6 separate regions of the Mus musculus genome follow, and regions 2, 3, 4, 5 and 6 are each linked to region 1. A link is a contact called in public HiChIP or PLAC-seq and promoter capture Hi-C data. All regions are on one chromosome and are shown on one strand. The core of a region is the stretch at or near the end of the contact, and the rest is flanking DNA. Distances in the headings are between cores, read along the strand shown.

Evidence for each region. Promoter capture Hi-C pulls out the DNA fragments that hold promoters and counts their contacts. HiChIP or PLAC-seq counts read pairs in DNA pulled down with a chosen protein or histone mark.
Region 2: an H3K4me3 HiChIP or PLAC-seq map of pro-B cells shows a contact between it and region 1, with 3 times the contacts expected there. The contact joins the promoter of Krcc1 here to the promoter of Atoh8 in region 1. A contact is called at or near these places in 4 of 39 promoter capture datasets (the C10 cell line, liver, pre-B cells and 1 more), 2 of 115 datasets of contacts at active chromatin or transcription factors (pancreatic cancer cells and pro-B cells) and 1 of 9 other capture datasets (adipose tissue).
Region 3: a contact with region 1 is called in a promoter capture Hi-C map of stem cell-derived epiblast-like cells, with 3 times the contacts expected there. The contact joins the promoter of Cd8a here to the promoter of Atoh8 in region 1. A contact is called at or near these places in 2 of 39 promoter capture datasets (the C10 cell line and stem cell-derived epiblast-like cells).
Region 4: a FOXA1 HiChIP or PLAC-seq map of pancreatic cancer cells shows a contact between it and region 1. The contact joins the promoter of Rmnd5a here to the promoter of Atoh8 in region 1. A contact is called at or near these places in 1 of 39 promoter capture datasets (pre-B cells), 2 of 484 Hi-C or Micro-C datasets (both in embryonic stem cells) and 1 of 115 datasets of contacts at active chromatin or transcription factors (pancreatic cancer cells).
Region 5: a FOXA1 HiChIP or PLAC-seq map of pancreatic cancer cells shows a contact between it and region 1. The contact joins the promoter of Kdm3a here to the promoter of Atoh8 in region 1. A contact is called at or near these places in 3 of 39 promoter capture datasets (the 3T3-L1 cell line, embryonic stem cells and pre-B cells), 1 of 115 datasets of contacts at active chromatin or transcription factors (pancreatic cancer cells) and 1 of 9 other capture datasets (adipose tissue).
Region 6: a contact with region 1 is called in a promoter capture Hi-C map of fetal liver, with 3 times the contacts expected there. The contact joins the promoter of Reep1 here to the promoter of Atoh8 in region 1. A contact is called at or near these places in 4 of 39 promoter capture datasets (the C10 cell line, embryonic stem cells, fetal liver and 1 more) and 1 of 9 other capture datasets (macrophages).

Annotation. Positions count from the first base shown.
Region 1 is chr6:72,232,746-72,237,912 of GRCm38.p6, reverse strand. It overlaps Atoh8 (atonal bHLH transcription factor 8), which reads left to right and starts at 2,336. Exons shown (of 3, transcript NM_153778.3): 1 at 2,336-3,519. The coding sequence starts at 2,749.
Region 2 is chr6:71,269,635-71,274,801 of GRCm38.p6, reverse strand. It overlaps Krcc1 (lysine-rich coiled-coil 1), which reads right to left and starts at 3,125. Exons shown (of 3, transcript NM_001354706.1): 1 at 2,962-3,125. It overlaps Mir8112 (microRNA 8112), which reads right to left and starts at 3,131; the gene lies at 3,001-3,131.
Region 3 is chr6:71,370,609-71,375,775 of GRCm38.p6, reverse strand. It overlaps Cd8a (CD8 antigen, alpha chain), which reads right to left and starts at 2,349. Exons shown (of 5, transcript NM_001081110.2): 1 at 1,779-2,349; 2 at 1,169-1,273; 3 at 907-1,017. The coding sequence starts at 2,223. RefSeq lists a cis regulatory region at 3,866-5,167.
Region 4 is chr6:71,438,284-71,443,450 of GRCm38.p6, reverse strand. It overlaps Rmnd5a (required for meiotic nuclear division 5 homolog A), which reads left to right and starts at 2,814. Exons shown (of 9, transcript NM_024288.2): 1 at 2,814-3,453. The coding sequence starts at 3,312.
Region 5 is chr6:71,630,600-71,635,766 of GRCm38.p6, reverse strand. Kdm3a (lysine (K)-specific demethylase 3A) reads left to right here and starts at 2,850. Exons shown (of 27, transcript NM_001038695.3): 1 at 2,850-2,929; 2 at 3,188-3,270; 3 at 3,496-3,711. The coding sequence starts at 3,526.
Region 6 is chr6:71,705,668-71,710,834 of GRCm38.p6, reverse strand. It overlaps Reep1 (receptor accessory protein 1), which reads right to left and starts at 3,154. Exons shown (of 7, transcript NM_178608.4): 1 at 2,834-3,154. The coding sequence starts at 2,865.

The DNA.
Region 1 (5,167 bases), core at 1,087-3,586:
CAGTCTCACTGACGGTCCAGTCCCTCATCTTTGTGTGCTAACGAGCTGCTGGGCTCTCAAGAGTTAGAGGGAGCAGGATAGTTCAGACTCAGGCTTCCGACTCGGTATGGATTCAAACAGCTTTTCTCTCACTCCCTTCTGCTGGCTATTTTCTTCCACCAGAAGTTTTGGTTCTCTTGTGGGCAGAGTGGATTTGCCTCCCTGAATTGTCATAAAGATGAAAGATAAAAAATGTATGTGGTCACTCCCTATGTAGTGGTAATTCTCCGCCCCTGGCTGCCCAGCATGTCTTTCCTGTAGACTAAGTTCTAAGCATTGGCCTTCCCTTCCTTTCCCAGCTTCACTCCTGAGCCATGGTACAGCCATTCAAAGGGTATGGAACCTTCCAGCGGCACTGCTATGCTCTTCCAGCGTAACCTGAAAAAGTTGTCTCAGTTGGGGAGGTTTTACTAAATGAGTGGATTTTCTTGGAGTGTATCTGTGCCATTTCATACAAAGCAAAGATGGAGCTGCTATGAGAACTGAGAGCCTGTTTATCCCAGCACCTCCATGGCTTTGTGAAATTCTTAATGCTGTCTTTATAGGGCCACTCATGCATCCCCAAACCAGATCAGTTCCTTGACAGAGGTCAGTGGGGTTGAGTCTCCTAAGCTTTATACCACCAGGGGGCGCTGCCCAGCTGGTTTCTGTCCAGCTTCTCAAGGAAGCTAACGGGAATCGGAGAACGGGGAGTACCAGGAGAGACCTGGTTTGCATTCAGCTGGCCTCGGCCTGAAATCTGTGGCCTGGTAAGCTGAGAATGGCAGTCACAGGCATTCTTCCCATCAATTAGGCTACTTACATTTCTCTTCTGTTCCTCAGAACACCCTTCCATCCTGTGACTGCCAAGTTCAGATCCTCAAGTTGCCCAAAGGGAGACGTGGGGGTGGTGGGTGTGTCTACCCAACACAGATGTCATCCCTATCACTGCTCTCTTTCCTTCCATTCCGACAAATTACAGTGGTCTTTCCCTTCTTTTGGAAGACATTAGAAAAGGGCTGGGGTTCAGCTTTCGTGGAGCCCGTTGTTAGGAATGGCATCCACTCACGTGGAGGCATCTAACACACTAACTGCCACGGGCAACACAGCTTGTGACTCTGCCCAACTCTAGCTAAGCCCCGAGTTATAGTTTCACTACACCAGTGTGTCAAGGGTCACCATTCAAATGCCATATACGATCTCCTTTCATCCTTTTAATGACACTTGCCTCAAAGGAGACCATTGGAGGAAGGCTCGGTGAAGAGAGCAACTCTACGTGGCAGCACAGGGGAAGGTGTGTGCAGAGGGTCCCGAGAGGGCCTCCCCGTCAGCCTCTTCTTTCTAGTAGGATTTCCAGTGGAATAGGGGCCTGGGGGTCTGGAGAGTGAACTCTACCTCTGGGGCCAATTGGCATCAGGCTCTGTGCTCAATCAATTGTTATCATTCCCAGGAGGAAGGTGTGGTTGTGACCCCTATCCTGGGCATAAGGAGCCAGAGGTGCCGAGGGACAGCACGACGAATGCCAAGGTCGCTCAGTAAATGGCAACCTTGAGCTCTGGACCTAAGAATTCTGTCTGCTTGAGGAGCTGTCCTGCCCTGGCTGATAACATTAGCGCAGCTACTGATGACCTGGCACCTCCTGTGTGGCGGCTTTCACAGCCAGGCTGTGACAAGCATGGGTGTTCTCCAGATTCCTCATTTCATAGATGAGTAAATCTGGGTTTAGCAGGGCGCTTCGGGTAAGATGACTTAAGATCTTCACCGACGTTACATCTGCTAAACCAGACATTTGCATCTCTCAGTTTCCCAATGTCCGGTGTTCTGTTCCTAAGGCCTCTGCCCCAGCAAATAGGGGCAAGAAGGGAGAAGGCCTTCTTGCAGTTGGATGACAATGACCAGCCACTCTGGGGTTCTTCTCTCCCACTTATCTTTCCCTCCCAGAAGCTCTGGGATTTCTCCCTCTGTTGGACAGTTCGGGTGGGAGGTAGAAGGGAAGGTTCTGGATGGGAAAGGTCGGCGCTGCGTCACCCCCACCCCCACCCCAGGCCAACAAGGCTGGGCAATGAAGGGCCACAGCGATTAGCAGCCACGTGCTCGGGACTGTAGTGGACAGTGCGGACTGTTTTTGGAGAGAGAAGGCGCGCCCCCAACTTGGGTAGGGGGCAGAGAGGGCGAGCAGGAGGAGGCAGGTTCCGGCACAAGGCATGAGGGGTGGGGGGAGGCCGAGAGCACGCGGACAAAGGAGGCGGCCCTCAGCCCAGCTGTTTTGAAAAATGCTTCCTGTTTCTTTAAAGGCGCTCGCTGCTCGGGCGGCCTGGGCTCGGGAGGCGGCAGCGGCGGCGGCGGGAGCTGCCTCCTCTCCGGGCGGGCGGCGCTGAGTGATCTTGCGAACTGGGCTTCTGTGTAAACTGAGGCTAAACAAACACAGATGGAGCGCAGCGGGCGTTCTGCAGAAATGCTGGCAGGGCGGCAGCGACTTCAGATGACACTCTGAGCTCTCCCGGGGAACCGGCAGCCTCCAAGGCTTCACGGAGCCGGAGGCGCAGCTGCCCCGGGAGTGGGGGTGCGAGGGAGGGACCCGGGGAGGGAGGGTAGGAGGAGAGAGCGCGGCGACAAGGCGGCGCTCAGCGCGGCGGCCACCCGGCACAGCCAGGCGCGCGGCGTGCAGAGTGATCGCTGCGGGCGCGCGTCCCGGGCAGTCCCACGCCCCAGCCTCACGCCGTCCTCGCCATGAAGCACATCCCGGTCCTCGAGGACGGGCCGTGGAAGACTGTGTGCGTTAAAGAACTGAACGGCCTCAAGAAGCTCAAGCGGAAAGGCAAGGAGCCGGTGCGGCGCGCGAATGGCTATAAAACTTTCCGATTGGACTTGGAAGCTCCCGAGCTCGGCGCCACAGTCAGCACCACCGCCGCCACCAACGGGCTTCGGGACAGGACACAACCGTTCCCGATCGCGACCCCAGTACCAGCCTCAGTGGCGCCGGCGGTTCCTCCAGGTGGAGGCACAGACACAGCCAGGGAATTCCGGGGCATCAGAGCGCCTGAGGTCTCTGACGCGCGCAAACGCGGTTTCGCTCTGGGCACAGTGGGACCGGGACTACCCACGCCACCGCCGCCTCCCGCATCTCAGAGCTTGGCACCCGGGGATCCCGAGGCGCACTCCTTCCGCGAGCAGGCTCTGCGTCCCCGCATCTTGCTGTGCGCCCCTCCCGCGCGTCCCACACAATCCGCGCCTCTCGCACCCCCAGCGGCGCCACAAGAGTCCCCCGTGCGCCCTGCGCCCCCCACGCGCCCGGGGGAAAGTTCCTACTCGTCAATTTCACACGTAATTTACAATAACCACCCGGATTCTTCCGCGTCGCCTAGGAAACGGCCAGGCGAAGCGACCGCCGCCTCAACGGAGATCAAAGCCCTGCAGCAGACCCGGAGGCTTCTGGCCAACGCCAGGGAGCGGACGCGGGTGCACACCATCAGCGCAGCCTTCGAGGCGCTGAGGAAGCAGGTACTCACTAACCGCCGCGGGGTTAGAGTGGCAGAAGTGGGTGGGTGGGTGGTCCCAGGGTCGGAGTTAGGATAAAAGGAATCCCACAAAGCAGGCAGATTAGAGTTATCATTGTTGCAACTTTTTAGTTTGTAAAGTGGGCGAAATCTAGGGATCTCTGGCCTAGACACGCCCCTGTTCCCCAGGAGTAACCGCGTCTGACCTCAGGTCTTGTAGTTGACTTGTGCAGCGAGTATTTGTCTTCTGGTCCCTTGGGCTTGGTGGGGAGTACGGGGGGGGGGGGGGGATGTGGGAATCTTCCCCTGGCAGGGGAAGGGAACAGAGCACGACCTTTCCGCTCTGTGCACTTGGCATGCTTGGGGTCTCGGCCCCCTGTTGGTGTCACCGAGGCACACAGCATCACAGAGGTGCGCTCCTGGGGGCCCTGGAATGTAAAGGGCGACCCAGGAGGCGGGGGTGGGGAGGTGGGGGTGGGGGGTGGGTAGGGGTAGGGGGTGGGGCTTGTCAGCGCCTCTCAGCTCCTGTTTCCATGGTCACTTCAGCTTGCTTCTAGGATCTCTGCTTTACCTAGTTCCCGGAGTCCGTTATGACCGGGCTACAAGGCTGTGTTTCTTTCAAACACAGCTTCAGGAACTTTCCCAGGAGATCCTGCCCACCGCTGCCCTTCCTCTTCACACCAGTCACCTCCTGGGGGGCCAGGAGACTGCTGGGGATTCTCTCAGGGGTCGGGGTGGAGCCAACAGAGCCGAGCTCTGGATAAGCCAGGGGGCTCCTCTTTAGTTACTGGGGGCAGACTGCCCTCACCTGACAGCATCTATTGGGAAAACTAAGGAACATTTGACTAGAGAATTACCATGGCAGAGGGGGCAGCTGACAGTTCCACTTAAGATAAGCTTAGTTCTTCCCCAGAACTCTCTGGTTTCTCACTTTCTTAGAGAGGAGTAAGATCTGCAAAGGGTGTGGGATGGGCCCTCTCATTCAGGTCACATAAGAGGTTGGAATGGGTGGTGGATGTTACTTCTTTAATGGATGAAACTTTTGTTTGTTTGTTCTGCCACTGATTAGCTGTTTGTCTCCTGGAAAGTTACTCAACCTCTCTGGGCTTTAGCCAGTAGCATCTCTCTCGCTCAGACTCCCTTCTATGGGTAAAGTCAGGCATTGGAGACTTAGTCCTTCCATGAGTTGAACATGGGACGCCTAGGAGAAAGTGACCCTAGTGGCTTTTGAACCTGGGTTTGGGAGAAGCGTTTGGTGGAGGCAGGGTGGCTGTCACTGCCTGCAGATACATCAGCTGTTCCCTAGGCTGTGGAGCCATCCATGTCACCCTGGGCCAGCTGCTGTGTGCCTGCATGCCTGCGCAGTGACAACCTGTGGGGTATCTTGCAGATGACAGAGGGCAGGGAGTTGCCTGTATATCTGCTTTGCTTGTGGTGAGGTGAACCCCTCCTGAACTGAGGGGGTTCGTGTGCCCCAAACCTCTCCCTCAGCTCCTTTTCTCTGCCTCCAGCTGCTGCCTTCAACTTTACTTAGGGAGAGCATTCATGCCTGTGTGCTTGCCTGTGTCTCTCGTGTCCTGTGCCTTTTCTGTCTACAAGGACTCCTATTTTATGTAATCTTAACGTCAGGATTGGATAGACCCATTTCATCG
Region 2 (5,167 bases), core at 1,876-4,375, 960 kb after region 1:
CTACAAGCATAACTGGAAATCACAAGTCTTTCTGTAACTAGTGAGGTCCTTTTTCTTTTTTTTCCTTAGACAGGGTCTCACAGTGCAGCCCAGGCGAGCCTTGAACTCCTGAGCCTCATGCCTCAGTCTTTAAACACTGAAATTATAGGCATGTGTGACATGTCCACTCTAACTTTTTGGGGGGGTGGGGGAGCAGTCTATGTAGACCAAGCTGGCCTAAAACTCAGAGATCTGTTTGCCTCTGCCTCTCAAGTACTGGGGTTACAGGTATGAACCACCATACCTGGCTCCACCCAACCTTTTGTAACCATTGAAAATAAAACATACAGAGTCCTAAACCAGGTAGGGTGGCACATACCTATAATCCCAACACTTGCAAGGTAGGAGGAGTTGGGAAAACATTCCAAAAGTCCCATATCAGTGACTAGGTAACTTTTTAAACTGCTGTTTTTTCATTTTTTGAATATTGCCAAATGTTCAAATGACTATTATAAGTCCAAACTTCCATGTTCTATTACTGTCCCAGCACACAGCCACACCACAGAAGGAATACCAGACTACCCGGAAGTCAGTCCAAAACTATAAATCTAATTTACACAGCCCTTCAGAAGTTTGCTTATTGTAAGGTTTCTAAACTTGACAATACTGATGTTTTCTCAGTAGGATAATCATATGTTGTATATAAGGGGGCTGTCTTTAGAGTGTTGCAGCATCTCTGTCCTATACCAAATAGATCACCTAAAGCATTTGCTTACTATGTTCCTTTGTCCAGTGGCTACAAGCAAAAATGTCTCTGGACATTCCAAATGAACGGAAGATGGGAAGCCTGGGTCAGACACATCCTTGGTTGAGAAGCACTGGGCTAGTCCAATTACCCCATTCAGTAGATGACACAACCCAAGACCAAGTGTGGGACTTTCCCAGGGTCATCAAGACTCCCATCTCACTAGTCTCATTTTCACTAACTATAAGTGGTACAGCAGTTATTACTATATGGACTATCACTCTGTCTTTTGCACATATTAGAATCACTGGGGAAAAAAAGTGATGTGGAAACTGGCAGAAAGGTTGGTTTTGTTTTTTCCATGAAGAGTTGATTGTGATCTGACCATAGAACTAAAAAAATTGCATGTTGACACCTAAAAACTATTCTGGCATACTTGGTGACAGACAGAAATTTTAACACACACAAATTCAGATAAAAAATTTTCTCAGGATATTCTCGGTTGATTGAAGATACTTATTTGATTGTAATAAATTTTTATAACATTCTTACTACATGGAAGTGTTCATAAAAATGTTTTAAGGATACTATTTTACTCCTGTGCTACTTCTCCAAATTGTGAAAGGACATAAAATACAGATATCATGAAAAAAGTTACTTTTAGTGTTATATTTACAGGTATTATATATAGAAAAGGAATCTAAATTATCCTGTGATAGTCTGGCTTCCATTATCTTTCACACTGGAGACAAGGAGCAATATAAGGTAAAAGTACTAAAAATAGTTTTTCTGTTTCTTGGTGTTTTACTGAACTCTTCTGCAGTGGGGAATCAAATGCCACGATATAAAATTATTTCCAAAACTGCTTTAAAGATTTATCTCACAGGTGCAGGCTGTCTCAGGTGTGTAGTACCTATAACACACACACACACACATCTACTGGGGTAGTCTACAGCTTTTGTGTTTTGGTAAATGTGTTGGTGAGAATGTCAAAACTCTCCAAACCTCCATCCATAAAAAGCGACTTAAATCACAATTTAACACGGTGCCCAGTGTCAAGTGCCTGGGACACCCCTGCCACACTTTAAGGAAAAGCTCTGGCTGTCAGGTTTACTGTTTATTTTAGCCCTCAACAGATGACACGCCTCCGTGTTTGTGATGCTGGGGTCTAAGGAGTTCTACCCACAGTAGAGCTCACTCTTAAAAAGCTAACAAATTCTGCCCGGTCCCAGGCCATTTTTGTTTTTTTTCCTGAGGTAGTGTTTCACTCTATAGCTCGTGCTGGCTAGGAATTCTCATGTAGACCAGGATGGCCTCTGCCCCTCCACTGCTAGGGATTTAAGGCGCTCAGCACCACGCCCAACAAAGACTCTAACTATCCCCTCATTTTAAGCTTATTTCCCACAGCTCAGCGGTCTTTCAGAGTCTATAGAAGCAATTCTTTGAAATGTAACTGGGATGAAGGAGGCGCCTAACTTCCTAGTTCTCAGCCGGCAGAAGCAATGCCTAACCCTTGGGGAGTTTTCACCTCTCCTGTCTACTTCAGGCCTTCTCTCCTTACACTTTTTTTTAAAGGCCAAAGTCACTCGGAGCACTCCAGAACACAGCTCAGTTCTGCTCCTAGTCAGTAGGGTTGGAATAAAATCTTGCTTCTCGCCACTCTCACACTGGTCAAAAAATGCTAAAACTCGGGTTACTACGGTCAAGAGACGTCTGGACATTTTTTTCTAACTCGTCTTCCTGGCAATCCAGAAGCCTAGAAAAGCTTCGGGGTGATCCGTCCCCTCCACCTCACCTCTCCTCTTCCTTGAGGAAACCTGGAAGCTCCCACCCTCCTGTCCAGAGCTCCCTAATTCCCCACTCATGCCTGTCGCTAAGTGGCCTGCTGGGAAGTCTCCTGTCCACGCTCCTGCACCAAACCGAGGCTGCTCTCTCCCGGGGTCGCTGGAGGACGGGGATTCCTCACTGAACCCCCACTGCCCTCGGCTCGGCCGCCTCTTCTCCTAGCCCCCTCGGACCTCGGCTTCCTCGCCAGGCCGTGAGGTCCCTCGGCCATGGCGCCGCGGATGCTGAGGGGTTCTGAGGAGAGAGTCAGGCGCTCCGAGGGGGGCCGCGCCCGGCTCTCGTCGGCCATTTCGAAGGCGCGGCGGGGCGGGGCCGGGGCGCTCGGCCTTCACCAGGCCGCGGGAGTTGAGGGCTGGAGCTCGGGCCGCCCCCGCCGCCGGGCGGGAACTCACCTTCTCTGAGGCAGGGGCGGGCGTCTACAACTACTGTCCCCCTCCCCGCCAACAACGCCGGCCGGGGGTCAGAGGCTGCGGTGGAGGTGGCGGAGAGGCAGAGACACCGCTGCCGCCGCCGCCGCCTCCGCCGCAGAGCAGGCGGGGTGGGAGGGGGGGAGGAGGCGGAGACCTGACTTCCTGAGGGGAAGTCGCCGCCACCACCCGCGGCTGACTGGACAGCGCCAGCGCCATGGCGGCGGGGGCGCGCAGGTGCGCGTGCGCAGCAGGGCGGCCGAGCCCTCGGGAAATTTTCTAGCCCCGCCCTCCATGTGTGCTCCGCCCCTTCCCGCCATTTCGGACTAACCGGCTCTGTCCGTGTGGGTAGGAGCTTGGGTGTCGGTCCTTCTTGCCATTGGAGGAAAGAAACCTAGTGACGAGGTTCAGCCCGGAAGCCAAAGTGAGTCTGGAAATGTATGGATCCACCGGCCAAAATATCTAAGAAACGCACATCTGCCTTTCCTCTTTCTTGTGCTCTTATATTAAGACTAAATATTAAGCACCATCCCTGCTCATGGTACGTTGCTAGCTAGCATAGTCCATAAATTCCCTCTTAGATTATACACGTTCGTGCATAGTATTCCTCAAAGCACACACACGGTATGCTCACCATACACGCTCCTATTACATAGATACAACATCACACAGGTACTACTAAAGTATATTTTAGTTTTCTTTACATGGTCATTATTTTGTGTGGAGCGGAGTGAGGGTGGGGCTCCTTTTACCTTATGCACCCCAGAAGTCGAACTCAGCTTCTGGGGCTTGGCAGCACACCGACCCATGTGTAATAGGGTCTTACTTTAGCTCAGGCTGGTCCCAAGCATGGATTGAAGTAATCACTTAAAAACCTCAGATGGACTGAGAAGCCCAGAGTTGACTGTTGACTGCTGAAGCTTCTGATAAGGAGATCCACATACCAGACCCGCTAGCCTCTCCCACTTCCTGACTGCAGGGGAACTGACCTGCAAATGGAATCTTCCAACCCCAAAGCTCCCTCCCTCCGCCTCCCCCCCCCCCTTTCAGTCCTACAAAACCCAACCCCTTACTCCCCAACACGTGCCACTTGGGCATAGTCTCACTTCCCTGAGAGACTGCAGCCCTTCAGTTCTGATTAAAGATCAGTTCTGTTTCAGGAGATGTCTGTCTACCCTTCATTTCCACTCGCCTTCACCAATCCCTTTCTATCATCTCTCAGTCTCGCAAGGGCTGAAATTTAACGAGTGAGCCAGGAAGCTCCACTAGGGTCTTTGGTTTTTAAAGCCGAAGACTGCTTTACTCCCAGGCTGGCCTGGAATACAGGATCCTTCTACCTCAGACTCCCAAGTGCTGGAATTAGAAGCCCCTTCACCCACTGGACCATGTTAAAGGCCCTGCTTCCGGTTAATACTACACTACTGTGTAAGTCAACAGGCTGCACTTGCTTCCGTTGCCAAGCATTGCCACTCCCCGACTGCCTAATAAACTCCGTCCGTAAAAGGCTTCACACAGAGACAAGCAGTCCATTAATGATTCCACGCTTATTAATAACACAGGGACAAGAGAGAACCTGAGGTTTTGGTCTGTGCTGTAATTAGACAACATATAATGGGCTATTATGTGAGTGACTTTCTCTCTTCCCTCTACCCTTTAAAAATATTTATTAATTTTATTTTTAAAATATTCTGTATTACATAAAAACTTACAAAGAAATAGAAACGTGGTGTTCCTAAAGATCTGCTCATAATCGTGTGTGTGTGTGTGTGTGTGTGTGTAGTGTGTTTCTTTTTTTGGCTTTTCGAGACAGGGTTTCTCTGTAGCCCTGGCTGTCCTGGAACTCATTTTGTAGATCAGGCTGGCCTCGAACTCAGAAATCCGCCTGCCTCTGCCTCCCAAGTGCTGGGATTAAAGGTGTGTGCCAGCCACCACGCCCTGCGTGTAGTGTGTTTCTGTGTGGAGACGGTATGTGCCCATGTGTGTGTGTCCTAGGAGGTCAGATGCATCAGATCCCCTGGAGACATGTCTGGTTATAAGTGGTCTGATGTGGGTTTTGGGAACCTGACTCAGGTCCTTTGCAAAAGCAGTACAGAGCTCTTAACCTTTGAGCCATCTGGGTAGCCCTTCACCTTTATTTTCAATGCCATTCCCCTTGTTTATTTAGCACCCCCTTAATTCAGTCTCTAAACGT
Region 3 (5,167 bases), core at 1,100-3,599, 860 kb after region 1:
GCCTACTCTTTCCTCAAGTTCCAATTAAAAATAAAACATTTCAGCCAGGCTGTGGTCACCCACGCCTTTAATCCCAGCACTTGGAAGGCAGAGGCAGGCGGATTTCTGAGTTTGAGGCCAGCCTGGTCTACAGAGTGAGTTCCAGGACAGCCAGGGCTACACAGAGAAACCCTGCCTTTAAAAAAAACCCAAATAAATAAATGCATAAATACATAATAAAAGAAAACATTTTAAATTTGGTTTGGTGGCCTATGCCCGTTGTCCCAGCACTCCCAAAATGAAGGAAGGCAGAAGGATCAGATCAGAAGTTTGGGGTTATCCTAGGCTACCTAACTAGTTGTAGGATAGTCTAGACAACATGAAAGGAAACCCTTTCTTGGGAAGGGAGAGGCATTGTAAATGCAGATGTGAGTGTCTCTGGGAATCTGTTGACCTGGTTGGTGTAATCACCTGTATAGACTCAGAGGAGTGAATGGTTTGTGAGGTGGGATTAAGGCAAATCTCAAGCCAGTCATGGTTGTGACTCAGCCTTCTTGGGCCCTGGTCTCAGGGCTATGTAAACCCCTCCTTAGTGTGCTTAAGTTATCCTGGCTGTGCTAACTGCTGATTTGGCTGCTCTTGGGGATCCTGGAACAGGGCTCTGTTCTGAAAAGTTCCCAGAGGGTGGAAAGAGCAGTGGGGTGGTATACCTGTCTCCTGCCTTCAAGAAAGAACCCACTACACTGGTCCTATAGGTCAGCTGGAACGCCCTCCCCCTTTTCCCCAACCTAAAAGTAATCTCCCTGAAGGGCTGTCTGGAGCAGGCACAAAGTGCAGACTCCTCCTGGAGCACAAAGCAGTCTCTTGGCGGGGGTGGGGTGGGGGGGTGGGTGGGGGGCTGGATGGGGGGAACTCCCCAGAACTTACTGTGGTAGCAGATGAGAGTGATGATCAAGGACAGCAGAAGGGCCACGCAGATTCCGGCCAAGGGTGCCCAGATGTAAATATCACAGGCGAAGTCCAATCCGGTCCCCTTCACTGACAAGATCCGAATGAATGGAATTTAGAAACCCTCTGGGACAGCCCCCAACCCTGCCCCCAGCACGTCTCCCGGTCCAGGTCTCCCTCCAAGATCAGGATTTTCCACCCCAGGCTATCTGCTTATCTCAATCGCTTGAGAGCACCTAACCTGAGCCACGGGGCCGACAATCTTCTGGTCTCTGGGGCTGAGATGTCCCGGTAGGGTGCACAGGTGAGGGAGTTCGCAGCACTGGCTTGGTAGTAGTAGAGTTCACTGCAAAAGCAATAGGGTGCCTGCGGGTCAAGCTGGAATTGTGGATGCACCAGCCCCTTTCCACTTAGCCTTTACCCAAGAAGGAGCCGTTTCCTAGCTTTTAACTAGAGGAAGAAGGAACCCCTGGATACGTGCTGGGCTACTCCGCTGCTCGCACACGCGGAGCCAAGTGTGATTTGGGGCCAATGTGCCTAGATCAGATCCAGCAGCTAAGCGACTGCGGCCCTCCACCAACCCAAAGCTGGAGTCAATACCAAAATTCTATCCTGGAGCCAACAGGGGCAGGATCACACGTGCATCCAGACTCCAGCCCAGATCCAGGGCGTTTAAAAATCACTTCCAATCCCACCCAGCACCTCAGCCTCAACTTTTTGGTCTGTAAAATGGGGACAGTATAGAAATCACCTCCAAGAGGCCCCAAGAGATTTAAGAAGAGGGAATCTGCGTGAAACTTGTTCAGATGTGACCCCTAAAACCCAGGAGACGGGAACCTCCACTTCCAAACCTTTCTGAAGGACTGGCACGACAGAACTGAAGTACATCACCGAGTTGCTGATGACTGAGCAGAAATAGTAGCCTTCGTTTTCCTTGCTGAACTTGTTCAGGGTGAGAACGTACTTATTATTCGTGTCCCTCATGGCAGAAAACAGTTTCGACGAATTCAGCTTCTCGTCCCACGTTATCTTGTTGTGGGATGAAGCCATATAGACAACGAAGGTGGGCTGGGGGAGTTTGGAGCTGGAGTTCTGGAAGAGCCAAGAGCATCCTTGCGAAACGGACCCCAACACTTCACATACCAGGTCCACCTTCTGACCAAGTTCGGCGTCCATTTTCTTTGGAAAGATTCGGAGTTCGGGTGCCTGTGGCTTAGCTTCTCCACTCCCCAGGATAATCGACTCACCCAGCAGCAGCAGGTTCAGCGACAGAAAGCGGGTCAACGGTGAGGCCATGGTGTGCTCTCCACCAGCAAGCAGCTTAGGTCAAGCTAGGGCTCTAGGGGAGGGGCCCAGGAACAGGGCGGAGGAGGTGCGGTGGGGGAGGCGTGTAGGGTCGGGGAAACTGCTCCTTTAGCCAGCTGCAGACAGAGCTGATTTCCTATGTGAGGATATGATGTCACCCAAAGTCCCCACCAAAGAGTGTCAACCACCTTTTAGGGGCCTGGGAACTCAGAGTGAGAATGCACCCTTGCAGAGCAAGTGGGAGGAATTGAAAACTGAGATTTGGGGAAGAGAAAACACTTGGAAGGGACCCTTAGGAATTGTTCTTCTGCAAGAGTGGCTGAAAGAAGAAGGATAAAGATTAAATCTTAATAAAAAAAATATGAGAGTGACAGGACATGAAGGGAGAGGAGTGCCCACTCTCCCTTTTCTTTTTCTTGTAGATAGGTTCTTGGGTTCCCCAAGCTTGCTTCAGACTCACTTCATGGCAAAGGTTGGCCTTGAATTCTAGACCCTCCTGCCCTTCCACTTCTTTTGCTGGCAGTAGTGTCTTTTTGTGTTTTTGCTTCTTGTCTGGAGGTTGAGTGGAAAGAAAATGTACAGAGATTCCAGCAGAGCAGACCAGACACTAACCAGAAGGGACTTGCACCTCCCATCAAGGGGACTTGCAAGGGGGCAGTTCAATGGGAGCCTTGAGTGGCACTCTTAGCTGCTGACAATATCCTTCCCTGGCCTCCCACCCAGGGAGCAAAGCTCACCTCCCAGTCTCATCCCTTCTTAGAACCATGGCAACAGCCTCCACACCAAATGCTCGCCAACTGGATGATCCAGCTACACACTTTGACCCTCATTCTTATCCAGGGGATCTGACAGCATCACCCCATGGCCTGCACAGCTAGAGGAAAACACCTCTCTGACTTGGTTGGGGACTAGCCCTTGGATAGGTGCTGGCTCCACCCAAGCCACCATCCCTGGCTTTGCCATGTGCCCGCCTGCAGCCACTGCCTCATAGACAGACACTTCCCTGGTTACTTATTTCTACGTTTCTAAGGTCTTGCTGCTCTCTGCCTGGCAAATGCTGGGCCCCTGCCATCTGACTTGGGCCTTTGACTTTCTCTGTTGCTTGTATGCATGTGTGTGTCCTGGGTGAATCTTGGGTGCAGGCATTTACTCTTCTCTGTCCCTGGCACACATAGACTTCATTCTTTCTTGCCCACTGCAGTCCTGAAAGCTGCCAGTCTCAGGGATGTGCTTTCTTCTTGCTTGTATGTGGCTTGTACTTAGTGGGGTTTTCCACTTGGAACCCCATACAGGGTGTGCCTCCCACGTTACTGCTTCATTCTAGTTGGAGACAGGTTGCCTGGCAGTCTCTACCCCACATCTGAGTTCTGCCCAGTGGCACGCTGTTTACCATAACCGCCACAGTGCTGGGTATGGCCACCATGTCCAGTTTACACAAACAAGTGTGTTGTTGATGTTATATTCTTATTTGTGTTTACTGAACTGCACCCCTCTGAATAGGTTTGCCTTTTGTCATTGTTTATGTTTGATGACAAGATCTCAAATAGGCTGGCCTGGAACTTACGACATAGTTCAAGCAGGCCCTAGTTTCATGATAGTCCAATTGCATTAGTCTCCAGGGTGCTAGGATTACAAGCTTGAGCCACCAAGCTCTGTATATATACAAACAAGTATTGGGTGGGCTTTAGAAACTGCTTGGTCTCAGTATTCCCTACTCTTAAGAATACCCAAATGCTGACTCTAACATTTTATGTTTAGAGTTGTTTAAAGTACAATTTTAATGTAGTTTATTGTTATTTTGTGTTAATGTGTGTGATGTGTGTGCCTGGGAGGGGACAGACATGTTACAGCATGAGTGTGGAAATCAGAGAACAGCTCTGTGGAGTCAGTTCTCTTCTCCCACCTCTTCATGGCTTCCTTCTGGGGATGGAACTTAGGTCAACAGCCTTTGTGGACAGCACAGTACCTACTATGGCTTCCAAAGTGGCTTCTTAAATCACAAGAGTATATATTCCTGAAAAAAATTACATAAGGGGCTGGAGAGATGGCTCAGTGTGTAAAGTATGTGCTACACATGAAGTCCGGAGTTCAGATCCGTAGCACCCTTTGCCAGGAGGAAGAGACAGGGGATGCCTGAAGCAAGCCAGCTGGCTAGCCTAGCAGAATCATCACGCTATGGGTTCAATTGAGAGAACCTGTCTCAGCATATAAAGTGGAGAACAATGAAAGACATCTGCTTTGGGCCTCCACACTCTTGAATGTGTGCACCTGCAACCCCACACTTGTGCACCCCCGCACAGACACACATGCATACATATAAACAACTATAAATTTTGAATGCCTTGCAGTACAAGAGTAAGTACAGAGAAAGCCCTCTGTCTCGTCTCTCCTCATTGCCCTCAGTTCTTCAGGTAAAACCATGGTAATAGTTGACTGTATCTCTTAGATGTAATCTGGGTGCAGATGTTTATCATTTCAAATTATTTGTTACAGGGGTAGTGTTACAAAATCTATTTTCAATTTTCTTCTTTTATTTTATTCTTATTTATTTATTTTTGTTTTTTTTTTGAGACAGGCTTTCTCTGAATAGCCCTGGCTGTCCTGGAACTCACTTTGTAGACCAGGCTGGCCTCGAACTCAGAAATCCGCCTGCCTCTGCCTCCCAAGTGCTGGGATTAAAGGCGTGCACCACCACGCCCGGCCAATTTTCTTACTTGATAATGGAAGAGAACCTTTTCACACTAGCAGTTGGAGACCCACTTCATTCCTTTGCATGATGTCTTTCACATTGCTGTTAGGTTTATTTCATTCTACTAGTAGGCCTTTAAGCCAGTTCCCCTTTTAATAATTACTGTACCATCAAGGTTGTGGTATGAAAAGATACATTATTCCTGTCGCTGAATTCATAAAGTGCATATAACACTTTCAATTTTCA
Region 4 (5,167 bases), core at 1,565-4,064, 790 kb after region 1:
AGAAAAGGGTTTATTTCTGATTATAACACTCCATCGGGAAGTCAGGACAGGAATCAAGACAGGAACGTGAGGCAGGATCTGAAGCAGAGGCCATTGAGGAGTGTTGCTTATTGACTTGCTCAGCTTACTTTCTTAGACAACCTAGAATCACCTGTCTAGAGGTGACACACACTCTCTGTGAGCTGGTCTTTCCAGAGAATAGTTATTAGCCTTGCTTACAGGTGGCCTGACAGACAGAGTTTTTCTCAGTTGAGGTTCCTTTTTGTAAATAACTAATATTGCCAAGTTGACAATAGATTAGCCAGGCCAACACACAAGGTGTAGTCAACTAGATACTAAACTATGGGGCATGTCCATGTTGCATGAAGTCCTAGTAATTTTACTGTGGTCATGGTCTCAATCAGCACTATTAGACCTCTCACCATGGAGGGAGATATCCTGATTAGTCACCGTAGCTTACTGAGAATCTGAAATGTGGTTAGTACACTTAAGGAACTGAATTTTTGATTTCACATGAATTTTAAGTAGCTACCTGGGATTGGTACTTTGTGTATCTGTGCAGACTCAGGTGTTATCAATAGATAGAATTTGTCCTGTTGCTGGAAGAGAAAAATCTGAAAGCTTATGATAAGTAATCAGCATGGGGCTTGGCATGAATGAGCCGTGCTCGGCTCACACTGAGAGTAACAGTGCTGGGTAGTAGGATGGGGCTGTGACAGGTCACACTGGGCATCATGCAGCTCACTGGATTTGAAACTGCAGTTAGTGAAGAGTCATTACTTCTGATTGGTAGCTAAGAATAGCTCTTACAGCCGGGCGTGGTGGCGCACACCTTTAATCCCAGCACTTGGGAGGCAGAGGCAGTCGGATTTCTGAGTTCGAGGCCAGCCTGGTCTACAGAGTGAGTTCCAGGACAGCCAGGGCTACACAGAGAAACCCTGTCTCGAAAAAAAAAAAAAAAAAAAAAGAAAGAAAAAGAAAAAGAATAGCTCTTACATGCGCCAGGCATTATGTTGAAGGTCTTACATGGATTATCTCATTTATTTAGTTATTCAAACAACTTCTAGGAAAAAAAAGGGGAAGAAGAGAGAGAGAGAGAGAGAGAGAGAGAGAGAGAGAGAGAGAGAGAGAGAGAGTGTGGGTGTGACTGAAACTATCAAGGAGATCCTTGGTTCAAGGGGAAGAACAAGGTTTGTCTGTGCAGTGTGGCAGCTAAAGAAGGAAACAGCTTCAGAGGGGTCAAGTGAAGGTTGCTAAGTCAGGTCCACTCCATCCCCAAGCAGGAAGAACTAAAGTACAGCCAGGCAAGGACGCTCTAGACAGCAGTAAGATGATGCCAGGCACCCTCGGGCTTGTTTTACAAAGGAAGAGGGCCCTTTCTTCTTTTGGATGCCTGAGTATTTTCACAAAATGGATGGTAGCTAGAAAACCTTTTGAGGAGAATGGCAAGATTGATGGAGCTAAAAGGTTTTTTATTTTCGAGAAGTAGGAATCAGGGCCATCTGCCAAGAAAGAGGACTAAAAGCAAATGGCGTGATGAGGGACAGAAAGGAGCCCTGAAATACCATCAGCTGAACTTCCAAATATCCAGGACCACTAAAGGCCATCATATATAACCACCCGCCCACTAGCTGCCACATTATAAAAACGGAAATTGAACTTTAAAAAGGTTACCACCTGAATTAAAGGAAAAGAAAGACTGTCCACCAGGGTGCTGGCTGTGTTCTAGAAACAAACAGGCCACAACAAAAGGGGTTACCCTTCATAGTATTACTTAAGTGGTGCAACCAAAACAAGCAAAACTCCAAACAATTATTATTTTAGACTTTGACAAGTGATGTGTGAGAGAAAAAAAAAATTGTGCTGTAAGAGATACAATGAATTGATGGAGAAAATTCGGGGAGGCAGAGGTGATACAACCATGGTGGAAGTAGGAATGCTATGAGCAGGCAAGCAAGCTGGCAACTGCAGGCCCAGGAAGGCGGACTCTCCCAGGCCCAGGCTGTGAGGCAGGGACTTGACGAAAAGCTAGTAGGGTAGAAGCCTGGTGAGCAAGAGGGCACAGGCCAAGGCCAGAACCCCGTGGTAAACCAGGGCAAAAGCCCTACGCCAAGGTAAGGGCAAGGAGCAAGGGCCAGGTTGCTCAGCTCGCCCACGCGTGTTCGTGACCGCCGCCAAGATGCCCAGCACGTGGACAAGGCGACAGGGAAGGCCACTTGCAGGCCGAGGGGCGTCAAGAACGAGCCAACGCTGGGCGCGGGCCATCCCTCTAAGAGCTACCACCTTCCATCGGGTTAGTGACCCCGCCCGGGCCCTCCGCCACTAGGCGGCCAGACAGACATCCTTTGGCCCCGGAGGTGGGCCTCTCAGTCGAAACTCCGGCCAAAATTCCATGCGGAGAAAACACAAATTGCAATCAGGGCGAAATCCTGGAGAAAACAGCCCCGTTAATTGCTGTCATGTTTCCCCTCGCGGCTTCCCAGTAGAAGCGCCAAGCTCCGCTCTTCAAGCCAACCCCCCTCCAACAGCGAGCGCATTGGTTTGGCTCCTCAGTCTGGATTGGCTGAAGTTTTACGCCTCGGCCCAGGATTGGAGGATGTTTGTCTCGCTCCTAACCCCCGCGTCGATTGGTCACTCTTCTGCTTCTGGGCGGAGCATCCGGGGACGGTTTCCACCCTCTTGTTTACCGGCCGCGTAGTTGACGCTATCGCTAAAGTTCCCTGTTCAGCTGCGCGGGCCAATTGCGTCGCTCGCCCCGCCCTCGCCCCGCCCTCGCCGCGCTCCCTCACGGCCTCCCGCGTGGTACGGCCCACACCTTCAGAACGCCCGCGCGCCCTCCGCCCGTGCTCGCCCGCTGCTTCCCCCTGACCCCTCGCCGAGTCCGCGATTGGTACGGCCCGCGCCGCCTCCTCCGCTCGTGAGGGAGGCTCGACCCCCTCCCGGGCCGCGGCTATTGGTGCCGCCCGGGAGAACCAGGTCATCGGCCGGTTCCCGTGAAAACAAAAACAATCGGCGGCGCCGCCGAGGGGCGGCCGAACGCGGCGAGCCAGGGGGGCCCGGGGCGAGACGCGGCGCCGGGTAGGGCGGGCGAGCGAGCGCGAGCGGCGGGGCCGGGGCGCCATGGGGCGGGAGGGCACAGGCTGCGCGGGGCTCCCCCGGCGCCGCGGCTAGCGCGCCCGTCTTGCCTTCGCCTCCCGCGCCGCCCGCTCGCCGCCTTGGGGGAGGAGGAGCAGGACGCGGCCTCGGTGGGGCCCGGGCCGAACCACTGCGGACCCCCGGGCGCCGGGGAGCCGAGCGCCGCGGTCTCCGGCATGGATCAGTGCGTGACGGTGGAGCGCGAGCTGGAGAAGGTGCTGCACAAGTTCTCGGGCTACGGGCAGCTGTGCGAGCGGGGCCTGGAGGAGCTCATCGACTACACCGGCGGCCTCAAGCACGAGATCCTGCAGAGCCACGGTGAGGGCGGGCGCGTGGGCGCGCGGGGGTCGGGGCCCTGCGCTGCGTCTGCTGGTCCCCAGGCCGCGGCGACCCGCCCGGAAACGCGGTGGCCTGGGGCGGGGCTGGGGGTCTTGCGGGGTCCTGCGGGCCGCAGGTGTGCGAGTGATAACGAGGGTCTGCGCAGGACTTTGTCTAGTTTTCGGCCTCGCAGACTTTTCTCCCTGATGGTTCTTAGTTTAACGTTCTTAGCTGTGGGTTGGTTTCTACATCATCGGCTGCTGCAACTTCAGAGTTGGACTGATGTGGGCAGGCAGTTCTTCTAAACTCTTCCTAGGAAGCCGGCCGATTTAAACCATTCAGCGTCCCTGCTGTAGCCTCTGTACAGTCCGACCGGGCAGATGTCGAGTTGCTAGTTACTTACCTAGTCCAGTTTGTACTTGTTAATAATCCTTTCAGAAAACAGCTTTTCCGTAGAAGGTGTTTTGCCTACGTTATTTCATCAGTGGCCCTACGTCTTGTACCACAGATGCCAAGGCTAACTCTGAGAAAGAGTTTTGTGTTTTAAAAATAACACTAAAGGTCTGGTACCTTGGAGCCACAATGCTGACTCTTTCTGAATGAGAGATAAAGGACTTGTAATATTATGGATTTACTCAAGAGTCCGGGCCCTTGTCAGTTTTGTGGGCTGAACAGAAATTAAAGGGATATTTATTAGTCAGGGAGAAATGAGGATGTAGCAGGTGAGATTAAGGCAGTGTTAGCCCTGCCTCTCCTCTCCTTTCCTCTACACCTTTATTTCCCAAACACTTCAGTTGTGGGTGACTGCTCCTCCCTGGTAAAGGAGTCTGACAACTTCTGACACAGCTGTCACTTTGGAACGCTGTATAAATATATGCAAAACATGTTGATGGCTTCATGCGAAAAGATTATTTGACTGAATTGATGGTGATGGTATACTTGATGCTAACAGAATAAGGTGGGGTGTGAGAAAATCTGTTGAATTTTGACTCATGAGATTAAAGGGTTTGAATATATGTGAGGTGTATATATAATATATATATATATATATTACATATATACATACACACATATATGGATAGATATAGATATTCTTGGAATATATGTGAGCTAAAATTGGTTGTTTTCTTTTGCTTGTGGTGTTTTGAGGTAAAATCTCTCTGTGTGGCCCAAGCCAGCTTTGAATTTATAATCTTGTCTTCATCTTTCTAGTGTTGGGATTCCCAGTGTGCCCCTCTGTGTTTTCAGATATTTCTAGAAGGACAGTGGAGATCATAGGATGTGAGATGAAAGATCTTAGGCTCTAAACACAACCAAAGTAGAGCAGAAATGAAAAGGGCAGAAAAGGATAAAAAGAGAGCTGCTTAGCTGGTACTTGACATTTTGTGGACAAACCAGATTATTTCAGGCTAAGAAAAAAATAGTGCATACCGAAGTAGAAGGCAGTCAATCCAAGGTGGTCCTAGCTCAGGGCTTAAAGACACCGAACACCCCCCTTTCCCAGAGGACATCTTTGTCTTTTGACCGAAAAGGAGAAAGCCAGTAGGGGACGAGAATGAACATAGGGCCTACACCTGGAGAGGCAGAAGGAATACTCCCTTTTGGGGGACCAGGTCAGAGATTGAGGGGTTGCTTGAGAGAGAAAAGATAGAGAACAGAGTCCTTTCCAGAAGAGTGATTATGGAAGAGGAGAAGTGGTGGTGAGGTTTGTTTT
Region 5 (5,167 bases), core at 1,601-4,100, 600 kb after region 1:
TTCCAAAGTGCTTTGGCAATCTTTTGGTACATCTAGAATTTTTTCTTTTTCAAGTACTCTGAAACTTCAATATATGTCACATTCCATTTATTCCTTTTATCTATCTTTTCTTTTCCTTTTTTTGATGTTAATTTTTCAGAGTCGCAGATAACCCTCACCTGCTTTAAACTCCTATATACCTGAGGCTAGTCCTGAATTCTTGATTCTCCTGCCTCCACTTTCCAAGTGCAGAGATCAGTGGGTAAAGGAGCCATCGTGCCTTGTTCTTTTTATTCATTTATTTATTTTCCAATTGAAGTACATTTAAATTATTTCCATTTTTCTTCCCACATCCACTGGATGTGACTACTAAAATAAGTGATCTTATCCTTTCTTCCAGTCCATATTTGTTAGCAGTTTTCTCAAGATACACACAGGCACATACTCATATACATACTCACACACTGGTTTCTAGGAAGCTTATAAAAGTTTTAAGCTCATGAACATTCAATGTCCTTTTAATGTTTCTGGCATCTCTGGCTATCAGGAATGCAATGAAAAACAAGAGAGGGTAATATGGGAAAGAATATTATTAAAATGGATTACATATGAAAATGTTCAAATAAAATCCATTATTTTATATAATGATTATAGTTAACAGCAAAAACCATGATTGTTTTCTAGTAACTCTACTAAATAAAAGAACTTTCCATCTATGTAAGTATTTTTTGTTGTTTTTTTGTTGTTGTTGTTCAGATTTAGTAATAGGACTTTGTAAGTTCATAAAGTACACTGGATATCTCTCCAACTTTTCTTGGTTCTGGAATCATGAATAAAACAGAAAAGTCATGTGTGTGTTTTAGTAGAATTTATGCCTAAAACAAAAATGTCTTTTGTTTTAGTAGAATTTATGCCTGTTATTTTCCAAATTATGTGTTATGTGATCTAAGTCCTCCACATTCTCTCATTTTAAAAATTTAAACTGCTTATTTCTGAGATAAATGGATTTATAGCATTTACTGTGATTATAAGCTGTCAAAACTTTCTTGTTTAGTACTATTAACTTAGTTCATATCTTCAGTTTGAATAGTTCAATAATGTATTTTATAGACCCAATCCTTTATTAATATATTTCTTCTTTTTATGCTTTTACTCTTAGTCATATACCATATAACAACATTATGGCAAGTGACATGTGATATATACAGTGGTGATCCCATAAGTTTTTCTCAGTGACTTGGTAATTTCTGTAAGGACACTATGTTATCAATGTAATGAAATCATCTAACAACCTTTTATCAGAATATATCCCTCGTATTAAATAATGTATAACTGTACAAGATGCCAATGTAGCTTTCCTTTGATTAGTCTTATAAAAATTTTACCCTAATAGTTTCAAGTTTCTTATGCTGTACTTTTCTTATGCCAAAAAAATTTTTTTAAATACTAAGTACCTCTCCATGTTTATTTATAAAATTAACCCATTTATATTTATTGTAAATATAAATGGACTTATTCCTGTCATTTTATTTTTAACCATAATTTCTTCTTCTTCCTTTTGTTTTTCTTGTTTCCATTTCTGCCTTTTGATGAAGTGGATAGGTTCCTTCATTCCATTTCCCACCTCTTAATGGTTTGAATATAATAAATCCAATTCAGTTTAATTCAACTTCAGCATTATTTAATCTTTAACATTCTGTTGTCATACATTCAAACCAAATATTTTTCAAAATAAACATCTGGTACTAATTTGCATTGTATAGCATTCCCTTATACATTTTGAATTTTTTCTGAATTCTCATTTTCACACTATTAAAACTAAATTTCCATTCATTTTATAATAAAGATTAAGTGTGATGTTAGATTAAGCACCAGGCTTCATAAAGAAGTCTTCAGTTATTCATTTCATTTTTTGATTCAACCAAGAATCCTCTGGTCCAAACCATAAAACCATCTTTTCTCTCCTTTGTCTTTCAAAGTCACCTCTTTCATTATCACTTTTATCATCAACTCCATCTACTTTCTCAATTTCTTTGTTGTTTCAAAAATCTTATATCCACTTTACATTTTCTTTTTAAAAAACCTACATCCCACATAGTTTTGAATAGATGGTTTGCCTCTAGATTTAATGAACATCGTTTTCCAGCAACTCAATGCCTTTCTTCATTTATCCTTCAAAATGGCGGACCTAGACAGTCATGATCAGTACCACGTGCGCCTGCGCCTCCAGCGGCCATTTCACCCATCAGCCCAAGCTCCAAGAGTCCGCCCCTTCTGGCGCGTGCGCAGGAGCCCCCAGAGCCTAGTCGCTCCTCCCCCTCTAACTGCGTACGCCTGAAACCGCACGTCCCAGTGCTGTCCCTCCCCCGCAGGCTGTGCACCGCCCCCGCCCCTTTCCCGTGAGATTCTTCCGCCTGGTGGAAGGTCGGTCTTCGCTCGACAGCCTACGCGCTTCAAGTGCAATCCAATAGGCGCTCATGATCCTGGGTCTCCCCATTCAGTCTTATCTGTGAGCCTGTGCGATTTTCTTTCTGGCCTCAAAGTCGATAACCGATTCGGCGGGACTTTTTTGCATAGCGCGAGGCAACAAATGGAAGAATGGAGCTGCGGCGGAGGGATCTACCGACCGCGTTCTGCGCGCTTTAATGGGGGATCGGCTTCGAGTCGTTGCTGAGAGCGGGGGGAAGGGAGGAGGCAGCCAAGGAATTGTTTTTTTTCCTCACCCCGCCCTCTTCAGCATAACCAATAGGAACGTAGAATTTCCTAGGCTGCCCCGCCTATCCCCCGCGACTCAACCAATCATCGGTGGCAGCGGCTCCGAGGGGGCGGGTCCGGGAGGCTGTGCGTGTCTTGTGAGAGAGAGCTCTTGAACCAAGTCAGAGCTAGAGTCGGCTGGGCGGCTGGGCTCTGTTGCCGCCGTCGTGGGTGACTCAGGGAGGCGGGAGGCGGGGTAAGCGCTCCGCGGGCCTCGGCTGCGGGAGACAGAGGGAGAAGGGTGAAGGACCCGCGCGGGCGGTCGCCGCGTCTTCTCGGTTCAAGGCTCAGGACGGGCGGGGGTGCGCCCGAGTCGGCGGCCCGGAAGCGGGGGGCGGGGGCGCGGCAAGTGTCGAGTCGCGAGCGAGTCCACGGCGGCTCCGAGGCCGCTCGGGGCGGGGATCGGTCGCTGAGACGGGCCCTAGGCACTAAGAGGGAGCCTTTTCTTTAACAGGGCGAGGGGACGAACACTTAGGCAAAAGCACTGGCGCCGCGGCTCAGTCCTCCCTTCTCTCTCTCAGTGTCCAGCTTTGAAAGGTTTGGAAAAAGCGAAAGTTGTTGGGGCGAGAGGGTCACGCGGCACTCGGGGGGGTGTTTGCGGGGGGGAGTGCTGGGGGGTTGGGGAGGCGCGGGTGGCAGCTTGGGGCGCGGAGTCCACCTGCGGGGGTGTCACTCCACCGGTCCCTGTCGGCGCTTCGTCTCTTCGGGCCGCCTCCGACCTCGGCCGCCCCCCATCGCATTTTGTTTTTGTGCCTTCTGCAGGGAGGAGCCCTTCCTGCTGGCGTGGAAACCATGGTGCTCACGCTCGGAGAAAGTTGGCCAGTATTGGTGGGGAAGCGATTCCTCAGTCTGTCCGCAGCCGAAGGCAACGAAGGCGGCCAGGACAACTGGGACTTGGAGCGCGTTGCCGAGTGGCCCTGGCTGTCGGGGACCATTCGAGCTGTTTCCCACACCGACGTTACTAAGAAAGACTTGAAGGTAAAAAACAAAAAGACTAAAACAAAATACAAAATCCCTAAACAAACAAACAAAACCGTCTTCTGGGGGCTGGGCAGTCAGACGGTTTTCAGTTACCTTGGTAACGGGACAGTTGAGCGCCCCTCCCTCCCTTTTCTGAAATGGGCCACTAGAAAGTTGGCAGGTGATCAGAAGGTACAGAACTCTAGACCGTGAAAGTCTTTGAAATGGGGTGTAGTGTCAAGGTGTGTTTGACCTAGAGCTCCAGTGGCCTGAGATTAATAATGGGTTTAGGATTGTTCAGACATGCTTCATTAATGCAGGCGCTGGGTCCCCTGGGACAGTCTGATTATGCCCCCAACGGGAGGCGTATTGTTTATTAGTAATAGGTTAAAGAAGTGGATGACAATTAGAATCATTGAAGGCTAGCTTGAAAGTGCTTTCAAAAAAGATGATTTCAGATGATGGTGTTCCTCTTTATTTCTTCATTCAACTTTTTAAACTTTACAACTTGGAAGTGAAGTGTGAATGTAAGGGAAGGAGCTTAGTTGTGTTTATCTATTTAGTTTTGTTTGGCTTGTTCTGGTGGTGGGTATTTGCTGAGGTATGGTTAGTGAGGCAGGAGTAGGTCCCCGGTTGTTAATGAGGATGGGTTGGTGTGGCTACAGCCATATATGGAAGCCTTGGGTGGAGCTGTCCCGTATAGGGTGTTTGAAAGGAAGGGGAGAAATGGAACTTGCATGACCAGTTAACACATTCTGGAACCTTTTTCACTTAGATCTTTTGAAAGGAATGAATCCTACTCTGTGATACAAATATTGGTGTGAAAAAATAGTAGGGAAATAACCAGTGAGGAAGCCATTGTGCCCACAAAGACTCCTTGTGCAAAAATCAGCTGAAAAAAGATTCCTAACAAAGGCTCCATAGTGATAATAACTTCCAGGAAGCTTGTCAGGACAGACTATTTCTACCCTGAGTAATGGACATGCCTCGGAATCTTCTGTGTTTTTGCCCTTTTCTTGAAAACTACTTAAAGGAAGCAGGTTTTAGCCATTGTCAGTTAAATGTTGATTTCTGAAACACTTCATTTAAGCTCAGGCTTGACAGTGCATGCCTACACCATCACGAGTCTTGAGAGGATCATTGGAAAAGGTTACTTGGTTATGTGTTTTCAGAGTTTCCACCATGTGCCTTGTCTACATGTTCTAAAAGTGACCACTGGGCACTTAACCACAGCAAGCATCATAGTGATCACTAACAAATATACTCTTATTTGGTCCTTAGAGCAGCACATTAGGCTACAAAGTACTGTTTGCTGTTGATCCCACGTTAACTTGTATCTAGGAAGACAGAGTTTTTAGTAGTCTATGGACCCCATCCTTAGAAATTAACATATCCAGGGAGTTTTCCTGCAGGGATGTCCCCCTTAGCCATCATACTGCTTGGTCAGAGTTGTGCCATGCTGCTTCTGCTTATA
Region 6 (5,167 bases), core at 1,905-4,404, 530 kb after region 1:
GCGCCTCTGGGTTCCATCCCCAAAATCAATGTTTGCTAAGTGGGCCTAGAAGCCAGGTACTTAAATTAAAGTGGGAGGTCGGGGATGGAAACGGCGGAGAGGCAGGAGCCGTTGCCTTTGGAGGGGACAAGGAGTTGTGGAGGAAATCAGCCCTCACAACACTTATGGCCAGCGGCAGAAAGGACAGCAGCAGCAGCAGCAGCTTGTCCCAGTTGGATGACTGGGACCATAAAGACAGGAAGACACTCCCTCCGCATCCTCAAACACAGTGATCGGTCTTCCTTAAATATTCTTTGATGTAGTTACAGAACCTTAAAATGACTACTCACAGGAAGGAAATGGGATTTATGAACAAAATTGTAGCACAAGTTCAGACCAGAGGGCTAAGGGGGGGTCTTAAAGGGATAGCCTCAGCATAACCATCAGGGGCCTTTGGCTATGGATCCACCAGTCTGAACATCCTGAACTCAGTTTCTTCTAGTCTTTTGACCTTGGTCAAGGGTCATTCCCTCTGCAGTTTTATAGATGAGGGTAGAGGACTGGATTAGTGATTTTTTTTTATTAGTAGTAAACCTATATGTTGTCCAAATTTTGTTTCATCTAGAACCTCAATGTATAAAATAAGAGGAAGCTGTCCGTCCTCTTGCAGTGCTTACATCCTTTTGCAGTGTACCCTGAGGATCGGTGGGATCACCATTGATTTATGTTCGCCACAGTGCTTGGGAATCCACATGTCACGTGTGATCGAAACCTCTGCAACAGTAATGTGCAGTGAACTAGCTTGGGAACTGAGATCTGTTGTAATCAGGGCTATGAACTAGGATCTGCTGGCAAGAGGCAGATTTGGATTTTGAACCATTTATTTTCTTGGTTCCAAACACAATCTCCCAGTCCCGTGCCTTGGCACTGCACCATAAAATGTCCCTTTACCTATGTAGAATATTGAGCTGAATCAAAACACATATATAAGAATAAGTAATATTCTTAAGACTATAACTCCCCTATTTTACAATGACATTTCCTTCTGCAGCAGAGATGTAGCTGGATTTTGGTCTATTTACACCAGCTAATACTATATAACAGGCATTGTTAATATGAAATAGAAATGTGATTAAAACTGGTGTTAATAATTCATGTTGGGTTTAGTTGTGAATTAGGAACAGGGTAGGAAGAATCCTTGATCTTTTAAAGGTGCTTCAAATCCCACCAACCTCTGGTGCCAGAGGGTAGTTGTAGACCGGGAGCAATTCTCTTGGTCATTTACGTCATCCGAAGTCTTAGTTCTTCAAGGTGTGGTTGCTTCAGAAGATACCAACACACTGTTGCAGCCCCTCCCACATCCCACATCTTAGTCCCCCCTTTCAGTTACCCCCTATGTGGGAGATGACAAGAAAACCAGAATGGTTGCATGATCCTGGTTGAGGACTTACAGAGAAAGCCCACCAGGCAAGCAAGTGCTCCATGGCCCCGCCCTGAGGTCCTCCAGGGGTCACTAGCAAATCCAAAGACCCCAGGAAAGAAACTGACACTGCAGAGAAGACAAGCTTTAGTCAGGCGTGAGGCGTGGCAAGGCATGCCGGTGGCTTCCCTATTATTGATGCCAGCCATGCCACAGAAATCGAAATATTTCACATGCCACCTGAAGGTACAAAACAAACCCCCAGCAGCTGACAACAGCTGTTGGAGAGACCCTTGTGGAGTAACTTGATGGGCTTTGGGAGCAATGGGCAGAATGATGCCTGGGAGACAATGGCCAGGACTTTAAAGACGGCTCTCCTGGATGGCTTTGCAAATCAGTTCAGAAGAGGAGAAAAGAGATGTGTGTGCCCTGCACTGTCAAAGGGAGTTAATAGCCCCTCTTTCTTAGACAAAGAAAATGCTGGGCACGTGTTCCTCATCCAAGCCCCCCCACCCCCAGACCCATTTCAGTCCCAGGTCCCCTAAGCAGGTGCTAAATCAATCTTCCAGATCCAGGTAAGAAAGGTGAGAGGCAATATTGGAAATAAAACAAAAGTCCCCATCACACATCCCCCAAGGACTTCATACAGGCCTCACCCCAGATGACTCTGCTCTCCTGCACCGCCTGGGAGGTATCACTGCCACCGCCCTTGGGGGGTGGGGGGAAGGGGTGCTGTCTGTCACTCGGAAATTTCCCTGTGCATTCCTAGAGATGCCTGCCCCTGTCTCTCAAACCCCTGCAAAGGAGAGCAGGCAAGAGGAAGGAAGACATCTACTCCAAGATGCACACTAATGTACTTGCCACCTGCCTTTGCCTCTGTCTATTTGAAAAACCTAAAAAGGAGTATTTTCCCACTTCATTGAGTGCCCCACCTCCATCTGGCTACTCATCTCCGCGATGACCCCTTCAGGCAGCGCCCCTGGCTTGTCTGGACTGTATGTCATTTTCACCCGACAAAGCGCGGCGGCAGGCGAGCCCAAGGCATTTTCTTCCAAAGGAGAGAGAACGCGTGGAGCACCCACTCGGGGCCTCTGCAAATCCGCCCCACCCGGAATGGAACAAAGCAACAGAGAGAAGGCGAGACCCATTGCCCAGCCCCGGCAACTCCACCATCGTGCGGGGACCCACGCCCCGGTCTCCCTGCAAGGCGCCGCCTGCGCCCGCGGCTACCCATGGGTCTGTAGCGTCGCGCGTCCTACGCCGCCTCGCGCTGCCCGCGTCCCCAGGCAGCTACTGTACCTGCTAAATTTAGCGACCGCCGGGTATTAATAGCTAGCGACCCGGGGCTGGTGGTTCGCAGGGGCGCGCGGCCCTAAGGGGACATGGGGATCGGGAGGGAAGGGAAGAAGGGACACAGGAGAAGAGGCCACTTACACCACCAGCCTGGAGATGATCCACGACACCATGGCGGGCGGGCGGGCTGGCGCGGCCCGGATTGCTGGGCTGCGGGCGGTGCTGCGCTCCCGGCACGTCTGTCTGTCTGTGCACCGCCGCTGCCGCCAGACTGAGCGCACCCGCCCGGTCCGGCCCCGCGCTCGCGCGTTGGCGCAGCCGCGGCACGTTCCGCCCGCTGCCCCAGCCCCCAGGGGCTCCGCGGGCCCACGGCGATTGGGCGGCTAGCGGTGAGGGCACCAGCGCGACCCGCCCCTGCTCCGATCGTCCCAGCCCCAGAGCTGCAGCCAGGGCGGGTCCTCCTCCGCCCTCCTTGTGAAACCGTGTGGTGCGGTGGCTCAGTGCACTGGGCCTCCGAACCCCCAGGGAGGGCTGCCTCACCTTCACTAGGTGAAGTGGGGAAACTGAGGTCTGAATCTGGACTTTGAAATCCTGCCTACACCTGTCTAGACGAGGTTCTGTCATTCTTCACTTAGATAATACGCTAGCCTCAGGAGAAACCTGAAGCCTTCAACTAGCATCCCATAAGTCAACATCTCAGCAAGTGTCTGCCTACTGACAGCTCTAGTGTCCCAACTCGATCTCTTTGACTGCAACCCCATCACCAGTCACCGCGTGTCCCTTCAGTTGTTTCTACTGCAGCTCTCTCTCTCTCTCTCTCTCTCTCTCTCTCTCTCTCTCTCTCTCTCTCTCACACACACACACACACACACACACACACACACACACACACGTCAGAGGTCAACATGCAGGAGTCAGTTCAATGCAGTTGTCCCGGTGATAGCTCGGGCCATCATCAGCCATGGCGGCAAGCACTAGGGGAGCGGTCTCACAGACCCACACCTCAGACATTCCCTGTCCATACATTCACTTCTGTCTTTGATTCGTCCTCCAGCCTCAGCTCGGAGGGCTATGAGAGCCGAAGGGCATCATACATCATGACCCAGCAGTGTTAACAGAGCCATGTGGCATCTTGGGCAAAATGGAAACCGCGTTCAGTATCAACACGTCAATGCATTTTTAAAATATTGCATCATATAGGATTTGTCTTGATCACGGAATTTTATGGTGTCCCTTTAAATTTTGCAGCCAGGCTTTGTGACTTGCTTTGCTCATCCTGAGGATGGACCTGAACCAACTTCAATAGCACTTGAAAGCCTTTGTCCTTTTTATCCCTGGGCTCTGCTGCTCCCTCCCTCCCTCCAGTAGTTTAGGTTCCAGTGACCTGCTCTTCTTTGCAGATATTCAGTTGTGTAAAATTCAGTGCCCAGTGTGAGAAATTCTGTAGAGACCTAGTTTATAGCTTTTTCTAAAGGAGCTCTGCCCAATGAGGCTTCTTGCAGAGGCAAGGTGACTTTGGACTTTGGCAGTGCCTTCAAATATGATAGAATATGCACGGTGACATGTGCCTATGACTCCAATTCTTGGGAGGTAGAAACAGGAGCCCAGGCTAGTATCCTAAGGCCATCCCAACCCCCTCATTCCAAATCCCAGGCGTGGTAATTGACCCTGTAACACTCACCCTCAGGAGGAGGAGACAGGAAGGCGAGTTCAAAGTCATTCATGGCTACTTGGGAGTTCAAGGCCAGCCTGGACTACATGATTCCAAGTCTGTCTCAGTCTCTCTCCCTCACCCCCCTTAAGTGTATGAACATACAGATAGAAAATACTTTCTGACAATTAAGGGGCTATGAGAGAGTTGTCTTCTTTCATTTCTCTTTGTCTGTATGTCTTCTTTGTCTCAAAAAAAAACCCATAAACTACTTGTGATATAGAGGGGGTTAATGTAATGTTGAAGCATTTGGAGGTTGGTCATTTCGCTTTTGGGCAGCTATTGAATCTCATGTTCCAAACCACTTCCTCTATAGAACCCTCATACCGCAGGCCACAATACACCTATGTGGGAGGCTGCCAGAGATGCTTCTGTGTTCCAGTGCCCACTGAAGTTACTCAGATTAGGAAATCATAAACCTGCCTGGCCTTGCCTTCCTAGTACTCCCTTGTTATGGCTCCCTCTTTCCTGCTGCCTTGTGGTAAGCTCAGCTGAGCGGCCTACATGGTTTGTGCTCTCTCTAGGGATGAAAACAAGTAAAATAAACCTGAATTCTTTCCAAGTTCTGTCTTAATTGTCTGGCCTCACCATACTTTACTAGAGATTATAAAATTAAACAGAGAAAAGCTTGGAAAACTTACCAGACAGTGATACCCTAAGGCCAAGCCAGGCACGGTGATAGATGCCTGTAATACCAGAACTTGGGAGGTTGAGGAAGGGGCAGGGTCATGAGTCTGAGGCCAGCCTAGACTACAAATGTGAGA